3 separate regions of the Mus musculus genome follow, and all the other regions are linked to region 3. Evidence: chromatin contacts called from public Micro-C and promoter capture Hi-C data. All regions are on one chromosome and are shown on one strand. The core of a region is the stretch at or near the end of the contact, and the rest is flanking DNA. Distances in the headings are between cores, read along the strand shown.

Region 1 (4,229 bases), core at 801-3,300, 820 kb after region 3:
TTATACATCAGAACAGCTGATTCCTCTGCCTATTCAAATTCTGAAGTGACAACACGGTCTGAAAATCTAGCCCTCTAAAGAGTGGCAGGCAGTCCCTGACTAGAAGGAGCATTCTAACAATCCACTGAACACTCGGAAAGGAAAATCCCAACAGTCCACAACCCTAAGATCCCCAGACACGGAGAACCACCAGGAGCCTGAAACCCGGCAGTGGTATGCCTATCCAAGTCACCACTTTCTACCTTAAAAAAACACCCCGTGCCACCGGCCCTACAGGCCAAGCTTTACCTTTCTGAACATGGATGATGTCTGGGAAGTTGGCCAGGTGCCCCTGATACAGTGCTAACAGGTCCATGACTGGGTCCAGGTCCTGCCTGGGCTGCTCAGCGAAGAGTTCGCCGATGGCGTCGTAGGCGTCTCCAGTGAAGGCAATGGCCTGATTCAGACCCACGGAGAAGGCCTGCTGATCCAGCTCAAAGGCTTGGCTGAGACCCCGGAAGGACTGGCCCACCTTCTGATACTCCTTCTTGAAGCCAGTCACCTGCTTGCGCGCAAACTCGTTGGCGGTGTGGTTGAGCTGCAACGCACTGTCGTCCATCTTCTTGGTGAAGCATTTGAAGCCATCTATCTTGCTCTCCACCTCCTGCAGGTCCAGGGCGGCGGCAGGTGGGGTGCTCAGAGTGAGGAAGAAGTTGGCGCCCACCATCTCATCCTTCTCAGCCTTCCGCTTACCCTGTTTCCAGGCCTTCTCATCAGTGCTGCTGGGGCAGGTCAGGAAATGCTGGAAGACGTCGCACTGCGCCAGCACCGGGTGGCTGGCCATGTGGTTCATCCACCAGATCAGACCCTTCCTGCGTTTGGAGATGAAGTCCTCTTCGAAGCGCCCGGTGGCCTGCTTCTCAGGCAGATGGGGCACCGAGATGACTGGGAATTTCTCCGCCAGGCGCGCATACAGCCAATCGAAGTGCTTATAGCGCCTGTGCACGGGCACCTGGGTATGCGTGGGCACCAGCTTGTAAGAGATGTAGCTCTTCATGCCCTTGAACTTGGTCTGCTTGGTGGGGTCGTCGATGGTGCACTGGAAGGGGTAGGGGTTCTCCTGCCACTCGGGGCCGTAGGGACCCAGCACCACGCACAGCTTGTCCCCATCCTTCACGAAGCCTGACGCCTCTCCCAGCACGAAGGCCTCCCCGCCCGACTTGACGAAGGTGGAGAAGCGATTGAGGTTGCGGCTCACCGTGGCCGAGCTCTTGGCTCCAGACGCTTGGTGCGCCGGGGGCGCCGAGACGCCGCGGGAGCCCAGAGACAGGTCCGAGCGGGTGGACAGGCGGTAGCGGCCGGCCGCACCGCCGCCCGCCGACGACGAGCCGTCGAGGTCCGGGTACGCGCCGCTGCCCAGCGCGCCTGGCTCATCGGCCACCGTGGAGCTGTCGTCCCACTCGTCGTCCCAGTCATCGTCGCTGCCCAGGCTGGCCTGGTATCCACCGTAGAGCTGCTGGGGCGACGGCTGCAGGGCGCCCCCGCCGTAGGGAAAGCCGGCGCCCGGCGGCTGGAAGGAACCGGGTGACGCCTGCGGCTGCAGCAGCGGCGGGAAGGCGGCGGGTGGCGCGGCGGGCAGAGGCTCGAAGCCGCCGGGCGGCACGTTGGCGTAGCGGGCCGGAGCTCCCGGGCCGCCGTCGGCCGGAGGGCCAGGCTCCGGCGCACGGATCACCTGCACGTAGGAGGCCGGGAAGAGGCCGCGGTCGCCGCGGCTGTTGATCCCTTCGAGCCAGCCCTCGATGTCCTGCTCGCTGCACAGGCTCAGCACCTCGTGCTCCCGCAGGGAGATCTCACCGGGGTTCTCGGACTTAAAGTCGTAGAGCGCCCGGGCGCGCAGCGCCATGGTCCCGAGCCCGGCGCCCCGAGCTCGGGCCGGTCCGAGGGCCCCTGCAGTCAGGATCCCCCCCCCGAACGCCGAAGGGAAGCCTGGAGGGCAGCGCACCGGTCCGCTCCCCGCTCCGCTCTCGCCCTCCGTGCAGCTCGGCTCGGCTCGCAGCAGCGACTGCAACTCGGGGCCGCCGCCGGCCGGGGGCGGGGCCCGGAGCGCCCACGTCCCCAGCAGAGCTAATCCATTGCCGAGAGCCGCGTGCCAGACGAGAGCAAGCGACGGCCGAGCAGCCGTGCCTGCGCCGACTCTGCGGCCGCCGCTGCCACCTTGTGGCGGCTACGGAAAAGGCGCGCGCTTGAGTGACCACGTGGTGGGTGGGAGGCTTTCAGAAGTGAATTATCTGAAATTGTTTAGATTTGTACGTTAGAAAATGTGGGGTAGGGTTTTTTTTGTTGTTGTTCTTTTTTTGTTTTTTGTTGTTTTTGGGGTTTTTGTTGTTGTTGTTTTTAAATAGATTATTTATATCTACGATAGCCAGCTGTTACTTCTCAGAGTAAATGCTCTTAAAATGACCTTAACCCAAGCTTGTAATAAAGGCGTTCACAAAGAAGATTAGCTGTTGCACTGATAAGTACGTCTTTGCCAGGGTTAATGTGTAGTAACTCACAAGATCCTCATCTTGTCACTAAAGGTGCGGTTCCCTTCCTTCCTGTACTCTCTGATCTTGTACACAAGGAGTGGAGCCTGGAACAAAGCTGGAATTCGGGAAGATCCTTGTTTGACCAGAGGCAAGGGTGGTGCAGGGAAAGAGAGCTGAGAAGTCTCCAGTGAACGTGCAGAGTTGGGTGCTAGCACACGTGCAGCGAATGAAAGCTCAGGCTTCAGGGCCCAGGGCGCAGGAGCCAGGCTCGGTTCTGGCTCTGACTGGCTGTATGACCTTGAGCCTGTCACTTGCGCTGTCCTTATCTCTGAGAGTTTGTGGATTGTGTGATAATGGCTTTCTTATCTTACAGGTGACTGAAGTGAAATGCTAATATACTCGGTAAGCACTGTCCACTTGTTGGCTGCGGCTGTTATGAGGGGAAACGCGATCTCTGGCCTCTTTTCTAAGAGAGAAAGAAGGGTCCTAGAACTAGTTATAACTAGAGCTGTCATAGGTGTGGTACGCAACAGGCTTACAACTTTACACTTCCTCCTAGGTCATTGACAAAACCTCTCCTTTTCAATAAATTTATGTTAAGTAGATCAAAAATCACTTCCTGAGAGTTTAATAGACGTATGTCAATATCCCGTGGTTGCCTTGTTTCAAATCTTTTCCTTCAATATGTAATTTGCCCAAGGCTTATTTTCTCACGCTCCGCTTACTGAGTCTAGCCTAATCCTTTGAGGATACCTCTAACTGGAGTTCTACAGTCACGTGTCATGAATTTCCGCCTGCCCTCTGACCCCTTCTATGGCAATCCAGCAATCAGACCAGAAGATTCCATTCTCCTAAGCACGGCAGCTAACTTAGCATCCTGTTCAAAGCCACTAACGAAAGTACACCACACTCGGCACCCGCACTGGGCCTCCTATTGCACAGCCTTAACTCAATCTCCTGAGCTCTTTCTGAAGTGCAGCAAGCACTTTCAGCTCAAAATTCCGAATGTGACGATTGTCGTGGAGACCAATCAGTGAGATTCAACTTGCCATAGTCGGAAACATAAAGTCAACACCAACTGAACAGCTTAAATTATGTATGATCCATGAGATATTCACCTCGGATGGTCCAGATAAAACACAACGGATTAGTCAGTAGTAAACTTTAAATTCGAGAGTTAGTTACAGTAACTTCAGGCTTATCTCAGGTATAATGATTCCATGAGTTTACGTGAAAGTCTGTTCAAAAGGGTTGTGCAACTGCAGAAGCGATTGCTAAGGGTCTCCGCGTGTTGGGGGTGTGTGTGTGGGGGGGAATAGTGATACCCCGAGTGCGCATGCTCTCTACCCCCAGTGCGCATGTTCTAAGTGTGCATGGCTCTGTGAGTGCTCAGCCTCGGAGAGAAAGGTTACAGACTTGCGTTCTTGAGGAATCAGGCTTTGGGAGGGAGGGGACCAAAACTGCCACGGTGCTTGGCCCTGTGGTCAGAATGGTAGGAAATACTCTACCCTAAGATGGTCTTGGATATGGAGAAAATGTGTTTTAGCATGAATAACTTGCAATCGTTCACCTATGGAAGTAAATATATCAATGCATTTATAAAAGATTTGTCTAGAACACAGCTTAAACTGTGGCTTACAACCCCATAGAGAGTCCACATAGCTGAATGAGAAACTCATGACTCGTGACAGTAACATTTTCCCGGAACAGGCAGCGAACAAA
Region 2 (3,974 bases), core at 415-2,914, 510 kb before region 3:
TCTTCTCCCAGTCCTGCTGTCCTACACCACCTAGCTCATCTGTCAACAATGTGTTGTATTTCTCCTCTGTATGCATGATGTGTGTGTTTGCTTGTGGGGTATATATATGTGTGGTATATATATATGTGTGGGTGACCATTTCAGCATACACATGTAGGGACCACAGTTGACATGAGTGTCTTTCTTGATTGCTCACCCTTTATATATTAAGGCACAGTCCCTCCATCAGATCCAGAGCTCACTGCTAGTCTAGCCATCCAGCTTGCTCCTGAAATCCTGTCTCCACCTCCCCAGCACTGAGATGACAGTCAAACTGCCACATCCTGGACTCTAAAAATGCTAAAGCAACAACTTGATCCACTGAGTTATCTCTCCAGCCTCTGCTTGTATTTTTAAATCAAATACTGCAGAGTATTTTGAAAGGAAGGAGCCCAAGTGGAAAAGAATAGCGATGAATAACATTGTTGGGTAAATAATAGTACTGCTGAGTCATAATAACAGTCCTGCTGAGTCATACTAACAGTCCTGCTGAGTCATAGTAACAGTACTGCTGAGTCATGGTTCTGTGAGGTGAATAACAGTGCTTGTGAGTGAGTGATATTACTAGTGAGTGGTAGCATTGTCATAGAGATGTGAGGCCCTTTTTTATGAAAAATAAATGACAGGCAAGTAGAAAATATGTGTCAAAAGATAAAAGAGAACTGCCTACAAAAGAACACAGAACATAGACTAGACCATTCTATATCAAAACAAATGTAAAGACTAAGAGTGTAGTTCAGTAGTTGACCACTTATCTAGTATATAATGTTTGGGTTTAATCTCTGTACTACAAAAAAAAAGTATTAATATAGCCATACGCAGAGGAAAAAAAGAAAACATTTCCAGCACTATGTCTAAAATCAAATATCTGTTAGTTAAAAAGAAAAGGGAGTTGCCATGATCAGTGACATACAAAAAGCCAGGTGCTATCACTCACCACCCAGGCTCTTGGAGGACAGATAGGAGAATCCTGGCTTCCTGCCAGCCAACCTAGGCACCCGGACAAGGCCTGGGTGTCAGGGAGAGACTCTCTCTGGAAAAAACAAGGAAGGTGATCCTGAAAAGAGATTCCTGATGGACCTGTGACATATACACGCTCAGGTGTGCACACATATAGATATAAAGCCAAAACCACAAAGGAAATGTCTTCATTTTGTAAAAACACAAACGAACTAGACAGATGTCTTCCCCTAGCAATAGACAGTACCACCGTATGCAAATAAGAGCAAGATTTCCCCCTCAGGTTTTTAACCCTAGAGGATGAATTTATTTGACTGCTTCTCGAAGCAGTATGGCTGGTGACTTGTCAGGCTTCATGCAGAATGCAGTAAGGCACAGCCTTGTGACTGCAGGCTGTTTGATTTAGTCTGCACAGATATTTGAACCTTGACCTTCAACCTTTCACTGCCCACCCTCAAAGTCTCTCTGACAGGAGGAGGTCACTGCAGGGAGCCTGAACCTCCCCCCATCCCCCCACCCCCAGCAGCAGTGCATAACTACTCAGCAGGGCACGTGGACTGCAGCCTCCTGCTACAATATTTACATCCTATTCCACTGAGATGGCCCGTCTCTGCTCACATGACCCAAATGCAGTTCTCACTCCACCAAGAACAAACAGCCAGCACGCAGTCTGCGCTGGCGGCTTTGCACATGCTCCGTCTGGCCCTGTGAATCTCACTCACTCATTGAGGTTTCTATTGGTTTAAAGCGACCTTCCAGTCGCCTCAGCCGAAGCTCTGAGATCTGCAGCATTTTCCTGGCCCAGATCCAAGGCAGGCACCCCCGTGAAGGCTGTCTTATTTTAGGGTTTGGGATGTTTTGTCTGTCTGCTTGGGGGAAGGGTATATAATACTCACACGTCAGTGTTGATGGTGAATGGGATTCTGAGAGTAACACTTCCTCCCCTGCAGAAAGAGTGTTTTTTATGTCTTTGCAAAGGTAGCCTTGAAGGCGCCCGGCAGATCTAACACACACTTAATTCTACAACGGGAGCTGACGCCAACGATGCTGAAGCTGACTGACGTTGGCTGCAGTGTGTGAAATGGTGTTTTCTCCTCTCCAGAGCCCTGACTGGGTTTTTTTTGCCGTTCTGATGGTAAACGATGAGACAGGCTACCATGGATTTCAGCACCTCTTCTGTGTTTGATCAGCACAAAGGTAACACGATGTTTTACCACTCCAATGGCGAAGAGATTTCCAGTTTGTAAGGAGAAGAGGAAAGGTGTGTGTGTGTGAGTGTGTGTGTGTGTGTGTGTGTGTGTGTGTGTGTGTGTGTGTGTGTGTGTGTGTGAAAACAAACCTGGTAAGGACTTGATAAGCTTTTAGGAAAAGAAAAGAAAAAAAAAGCTTACGGGCTTTCTGTCTTGCGGATGTATTCCTAGTCCTACTCTTTGGTTTGAGACATATCAGCTACTTTAGATAGTATCATCTTTATGTCATGTCATAAAGTATGTTAGAGAAAGCAATATCAGAATGCATACCGGGCCTCTTTCAGCCCGTAAATCTCATATTTCGTCACTTCAGCCATCACGAGGCACTGTGGATTCCCCTCCAAGAGAGACCTGACCCACAGACGGGTCCTGCTGATGCCACACCTCGTTCAAGACCGTGCAGTGACTTAATACTGTATTATTTAATTGCAATGGCAGAGTGGGTTTTTTCCCCCTACCCTTCATTTGCATACAGAAAGTCATCCTTCCACGGGCCAAGTAGGCTGTGAGATTCATTGCCATCATCAGACTCACAGCCTGTCAGTCTGTGTGAGTGTGGCTTTGCATGTGCTGTGTGCCTCCACACATGTATTTGTCATCTGTGTAATTAGACCATTTTTTCTATGTACGATGGAGGGGAATTCCCACACTTTAAATACAGCAGACCTTCCCAGAGCCTTTTAATGAAACGTACGGCATCTAACCCACTCGCCGCACTAGGATTCTGCAGCTTCTCAGAGCTTGGTTAGTTTCTTTCTTTCAGCTACACTATGAAATGGTGGCTTGCGGAAGCCTCATTAGCAATAGCCATTTCTTCTTTCTTTTTCCCAATTATCGATGCTTCAAGGCAAGGTCACCTCCTCTAGATCTGGCTTCGTGGCATGGGTAAATGATGTTTGCTCAATGGATTTCTCAAATAATAACATAGATTTAGATTCCTGAGGCAGATAGAGTCTTCTCCAATTCTTGCTCAGAGAGGGGGTAAAGAGGGAGAGAGAGAGAGAGAGAGAGAGAGAGAGAGAGAGAGAGAGAGAGAGAGAGAGATCGATCTTGAGAACATCTTGATTCACACTGAGTCTGTAGACAGGCACCACAGGAAGGGGGCTTACTGTAGTTCCCCCACCACCACCTCCTCTCCTCCCTGTACGTTTTGTTCCACTGATGGCAATCAGCAGAAGTGAGAGCTCTGCTTAGAATCAAGCTGCTTGTGCTGGTTAGAGAAGAGTGTTGCCAAGCCGCAGAATCACAGAGAAACACGGTGGTCATTTGGGAGACTAATCTGAGGGAGCAGGGACTGACTGCAGAAGAACAAGTCCTTCAAAACAAATGTATCTGTGCCAGCCTGGCTCTTTCTATCTGGAGTGAGCTTGGGAAATAACTAAAGTGCTGGTTTAGAATATTTTCTTGCAGCATCTTTTGTGGGAGCAATTCAGGGCAATTCTTCTACCTGATTCTTCCCATAATATTAACTCTAACTCTCTCTCTCTCTCTCTCTCTCTCTCTCTCTCTCTCTCTCTCTCTCTCTCCATCTCTCCATCTCTCACTCCTTTCTCTCTGATGGCAGCAGAGGTTTACACATTCATAGCTCTGAAAAGCAAATCAGTTCAGCTTTTCAGGCTCCACATTTTATCTGACCTCTCTGGACCTTCGCTTCCTTTGCAGTAAAATGATGGAAAAGCTGTTCACTGCAAAGATACATAATGGCATTTAAGCAGTTGCCCCCTT
Region 3 (4,293 bases), core at 1,535-4,034:
AATGATAAACTATGGATGGGCAAATGGTAGAACATGGCCCTCTAAATTCCTATCACCCTGTTTCCTAACAGGGTTAACATCTGCTCATTCATAGTCTGCTCATTTATCAGTTCCCACCTGTCCTGGCTAGGTTTTTGTTCTTGTTTTGTTTTGTTTTTTTGTTTGTATTTTTTTTCCGAGACAGGGTTTAGCCCTGGCTGTCCTGGAACTCACTTTGTAGACCAGGCTGGCCTCGAACTCAGAAATCCTCCTGCCTCTGCCTCTCCAGTTCTGGGATTAAAGGCATGCGCCACCACGCCAGGCCAGAGTTCATTTGTTGTTGTTGTTGTTTTCAATTTGACACAAGCTACAGTAATCTGGGAGGAGGGAATCTAGATTAAGGAACTGCCTTCATCAGACTGACCTATAGAGTCTGTAGGGCATTTTCCTGATTCATGATTGATTTGGGAGGGTCCTACTCACTGTGGGTGGTGCTGGTCCTGGGTGGTATTAGAAAGCTGGGGAGCAGGCCATGGGGAGCAGGCCAGTAAACAGTTTCTCCACTGTCTCAGCCTTGATTCCTACCTCGAGATTCCTGCCTTTAATTCCTGCCCTGACTTCCCCTCATGAGAGATTACAACTATAAACTTAAATAAACCCCTTCGCCCCCCAAGTTGCTTCTGTTCATGGTCTTTATACAGCAACAGAAACCAAACTAGGATGGTAGCTATCTGAAAGGAGATTTCCCATCAGCGGAACTAAAAAACTTCCATGTATGGGCAGTTGTCCCGGAATTCCTGATTCTCTCGCTTCCGGTCTTCAGTGTTAGAACTACAGGTGGATACCACCGTGTCCAACATCTTCATCTCAAAGCTGTTTAGGGAAGCCATCTTGCCTAGACTATACCTGGCACATAGTATGTGCTTGATAAAAGTTTAAAAAAAATAGTCATCTAAATGTATTATGACCTGTAGCCTCCCCCAGCCTCGAAGCAGGCTGATCCAGACTTTGACCTTGCTGCCACTACGGAGATTACCTAGGGTGGAGCCTTTCGACCTAGATGGCTCTATTGTTCTGTCAATTGCCACTGGTCTCCTCCAAGACACTGCTACCTGCTGAGAGGGCCCTGAGATATTCAGGAGGAACATCCTATCCTGCATGTCGCCTACAGGCTGGCTCCAGACACCAAGAATGGACTGGGCGGGGGATGGGCCTTCCCCTTATAAGCACACTCTCTTAGTAAACTGGCGAGACTTGAACAGGGAATCGTTTTGGCTTCATTATTTCTCTCGCCGTCTAAGTCTTTTTCAGCCCCAGCCTGCCTTCCAGGTGTACCCGGTTCAAGTAGGCCGCGGGGCTGGCATACAACAATGACCATGCTACCTAGGACTCTTGTAACTCTGGAGGTAAGGAAAACAACGAAATAATAATAATAATAATAATAATAATAATAATAATAATAATAAATAATAATGCCACATCTTTTTGCGTGTAAATTGTTGAGAGCTTTTAGAAACAATTAAAATAAGTTGAAATTTAAAAATCCATATATCTTTAAAATAAGAATATACTTTTACAAATACACATTTTTATGGCTTATAGTTGCACTTGGAAACACATCTGACTCCCCTTGGGAAGTAGCATCTTTCCACTCACTGGTCTTTTGGGATGCTTGGCAGGAAATACCTGAGAAAACAGAAGGCACATTCTGTGATTTGTATTTTACATCTTCCTATAAGAAGAAAAACCCCAGGGGTGCTGGCTCATGCCTGTAACGCCTTGGGAGGTAGATGCAGGAGTTAAGACCATTTTCGGCTACACAGCCGAATGTGAGGCCTGCCTGGGCTAAAGGAGTCTCTGTCAAAAAAAAAAAAAAAAAAAAAGTCTTGAGCAAGGAGGAAACCATGTATTGTTAAGATTGGTAGTGGTGGTTTAACTCTTTATAAAGCAATTGTCACATTATCTTCTCTGAGTCTCACCACTTCCTCTTAATTAGAATAGACAGCGGGGATCATTGAGATCCTCTTTTTACACATTTGGAAACTGAGATTACTAAATGTGTTCTGGAGGCCTCCTGGGAATGGGTACGGGGACTGCCACTATTGAATCATTGATATTTCTTAAGACATAGTTAACTCTATTGTTTGTGTGAGCATGGCTGAAGCTGCGCTACTGATCAAAAATAAGGCCCCTCCGTGCTAAAGCCAGAGCTCTACCATTGAACAAGTCTCCAAACTCCTCCCAAGTGAAGTCCCAACGAAGTCTATTGCAGTAGGAGACATGACTTGCAGTTAGCGGAAACTGAGCTGGAGATTCGAAGTCAGTGAACAGAACATGACTAAGAAGACATTAATGGCAGGGGTATTCTTGCTAAGGGTAGACTGCGGATTTACGTACACCAAAGGCGGGAGGGTTCAGATATTAAGTATTAGAATATCAAGAATGACCAGAGGGCAAGAAGGATTCTTGCTAGAATGAAGCTCAGCTACGACCAACAGGAAGGCCAAGGTGCAGGCCCCTCACAGAAAGGGGCTTAGAGGTAACTCATTTAAACAGTTTGGAGGGAGAGCCCATGGGAGGAGAAGGATGGCGGGCAGCAGGAGCTATGGAATGGTGTATCGGGGTCTGGCTCTCCTTTAAAGGAAGCATCGCCTAGCACTAAAGGGCTGAATGGACTAAAGAGAGGACTCCCAATCCCTGCAATTGGCCCCGCCCCGTTAACCAGCTTCCAGATTCGGGGCGGGCTCCGCAAGTCGGCGGGGCGGGGCCGATGGCGCTGATTGGCTGTCTGCGCTGGCCTGGGTTTCGTCCCCGCGCGCTGCAGCCGGCGAGACCGCGCACTGGCCGGAGCGGCGCGCCTGGGGCGGGAGGAGCGGTGTTCCTCCAGTCCTCATCCTTAGAGCTCGCCCGGCCTGTTGGAGAGGGCACAGGGCAGCGGAGGGCGATTGGCCGCGACGAGCCAGCACTGAGAGAGCAGGCGCCTGAGGCGACAGATCGGCGGCCACTGGCCCAGTACCGGGTCCGTGAAGGGAAAAGTCCGGGACACGATTGCCCTCGGTGGCAGGGCGGCCCAATCCAAACTGCCCTGGTCCCTGCTCCCGTCAGTCTAAGAGGCTCGCAGTCGCTTGGGGCGGCCGCCATCCCGAGGGCGGGGCTCTGGGAATTGGGTATCTGGACCGCCGCGGTCTGTTCCTCCCGCCACTCGCACCAGGTGGTGACACCATCCAGCCGGTGACCATGTTCGACAAGACGCGGCTGCCGTACGTGGCCCTCGATGTGATTTGCGTGTTGCTGGGTACGTAGGCGCCGCGGCCCGGGGGTCTTCCAGGCGGAGCCGCGCACCGGTGTGGGGTGGGTGTGCCCGGCGTGCGCGCGCGCGCGTGCGCCGGTGGCTGCGGAGAGAGTTGTGGGGAGCCGTTTGCGCAGCTCGGGGGGCCGGGGCTGGGTGGGGGTGGGGGTGATCCCCGCTTCTGCATCCAACACTCTGGCTCCAGCGTGGGCTCTCCCTGCCTGTCTGCCGGTGCGCTGAGTCTAGCCCTGCTTGGCCTCTGTTCTCGCCTGTGCTGTTACCCTCTGTTTCCCGGCCCACTCTAACAGGCAGGGTGGGCTCCTCCCTCTGCACCGTGCAGAGAATCCTGGTCTCTGGCTCATCAGGTTCTGCAGCGAAGCTGGAGGTTCGGTACACTCGGACTTTTCCCTCCCTGGGAACAGGCAGGCAGGCAGGCAGGCAGGCTTCAGTGCCCAGCTTATCATAACTTGGTGAGAAGCACTTGAAAGTTTTCTTCGTCTATAAAAGGTTTAGAACGTTCCTAATTAGAAGGCGTCGTCAGGTTGTAAATTGTCAGGTTGCAGGAGCGATGGAGATGGCCAGGTTTCTGCCTGATGAGGTCTGAAGAAGCTTGCTTTTCCCCATCCCATCCCGTAGAAGTCCTGCTATTGGCTTATAGCGCAGCCCTTGCCTTGGTGTGCCTGTCTCCTGTGACAGCCTGGCACGGAGCGCCTTTAGCTTCTTTAATTTCTTTAGCTACAGCAAAGTTAAGGTTATTTCCCTGGTGGAAGACTTCAATTCTGGGGTCTTTCGTCTCCAGATGTTTTTTTTTGTTTTGTTTTGTTTCTCCTTCAGGAGAAACAAAAACAAAACTTCCCAAACCTCCAAAACTAGAGTCATCTTGTCAAGGGATAGGCATGGAAGGGGTAGCTTTCACTTTTTTTCTTTTTCTTTTTTCTTCTTTTTTTTCCTGTATCGTGTCTGTCACTTGTAGACCATTGGGTCAGGCAATTTACCTAGTTGTAAGCTGTTGGAAGTTTGGGTGG

Evidence for each region. A called contact is a pair of places that touch in the nucleus more often than the background predicts. Capture Hi-C pulls out chosen DNA fragments and counts their contacts.
Region 1: a contact with region 3 is called in a Micro-C map of embryonic stem cells, with 5 times the contacts expected there. The contact joins the promoter of Snx18 here to the promoter of Plpp1 in region 3. A contact is called at or near these places in 3 of 39 promoter capture datasets (liver and pre-B cells), 2 of 484 Hi-C or Micro-C datasets (both in embryonic stem cells) and 1 of 115 datasets of contacts at active chromatin or transcription factors (bone marrow-derived macrophages).
Region 2: a contact with region 3 is called in a promoter capture Hi-C map of adipose tissue. The contact joins the promoter of Ankrd55 here to the promoter of Plpp1 in region 3. A contact is called at or near these places in 3 of 39 promoter capture datasets (the 3T3-L1 cell line, the C10 cell line and pre-B cells) and 1 of 9 other capture datasets (adipose tissue).

The regions. Positions count from the first base shown.
Region 1 is chr13:113,616,514-113,620,742 of GRCm38.p6, forward strand. Snx18 (sorting nexin 18) reads right to left here and starts at 2,051. Exons shown (of 2, transcript NM_130796.4): 1 at 289-2,051. The coding sequence starts at 1,882.
Region 2 is chr13:112,286,787-112,290,760 of GRCm38.p6, forward strand. Ankrd55 (ankyrin repeat domain 55) reads left to right here and starts at 1,665. Exons shown (of 11, transcript NM_029898.3): 1 at 1,665-2,196. The coding sequence starts at 2,142.
Region 3 is chr13:112,797,993-112,802,285 of GRCm38.p6, forward strand. It overlaps Plpp1 (phospholipid phosphatase 1), which reads left to right and starts at 2,785. Exons shown (of 6, transcript NM_008903.2): 1 at 2,785-3,274. The coding sequence starts at 3,217. Gm41067 (a long non-coding RNA gene) reads left to right here. Exons shown (of 3, transcript XR_873969.2): 3 at 1,281-1,379.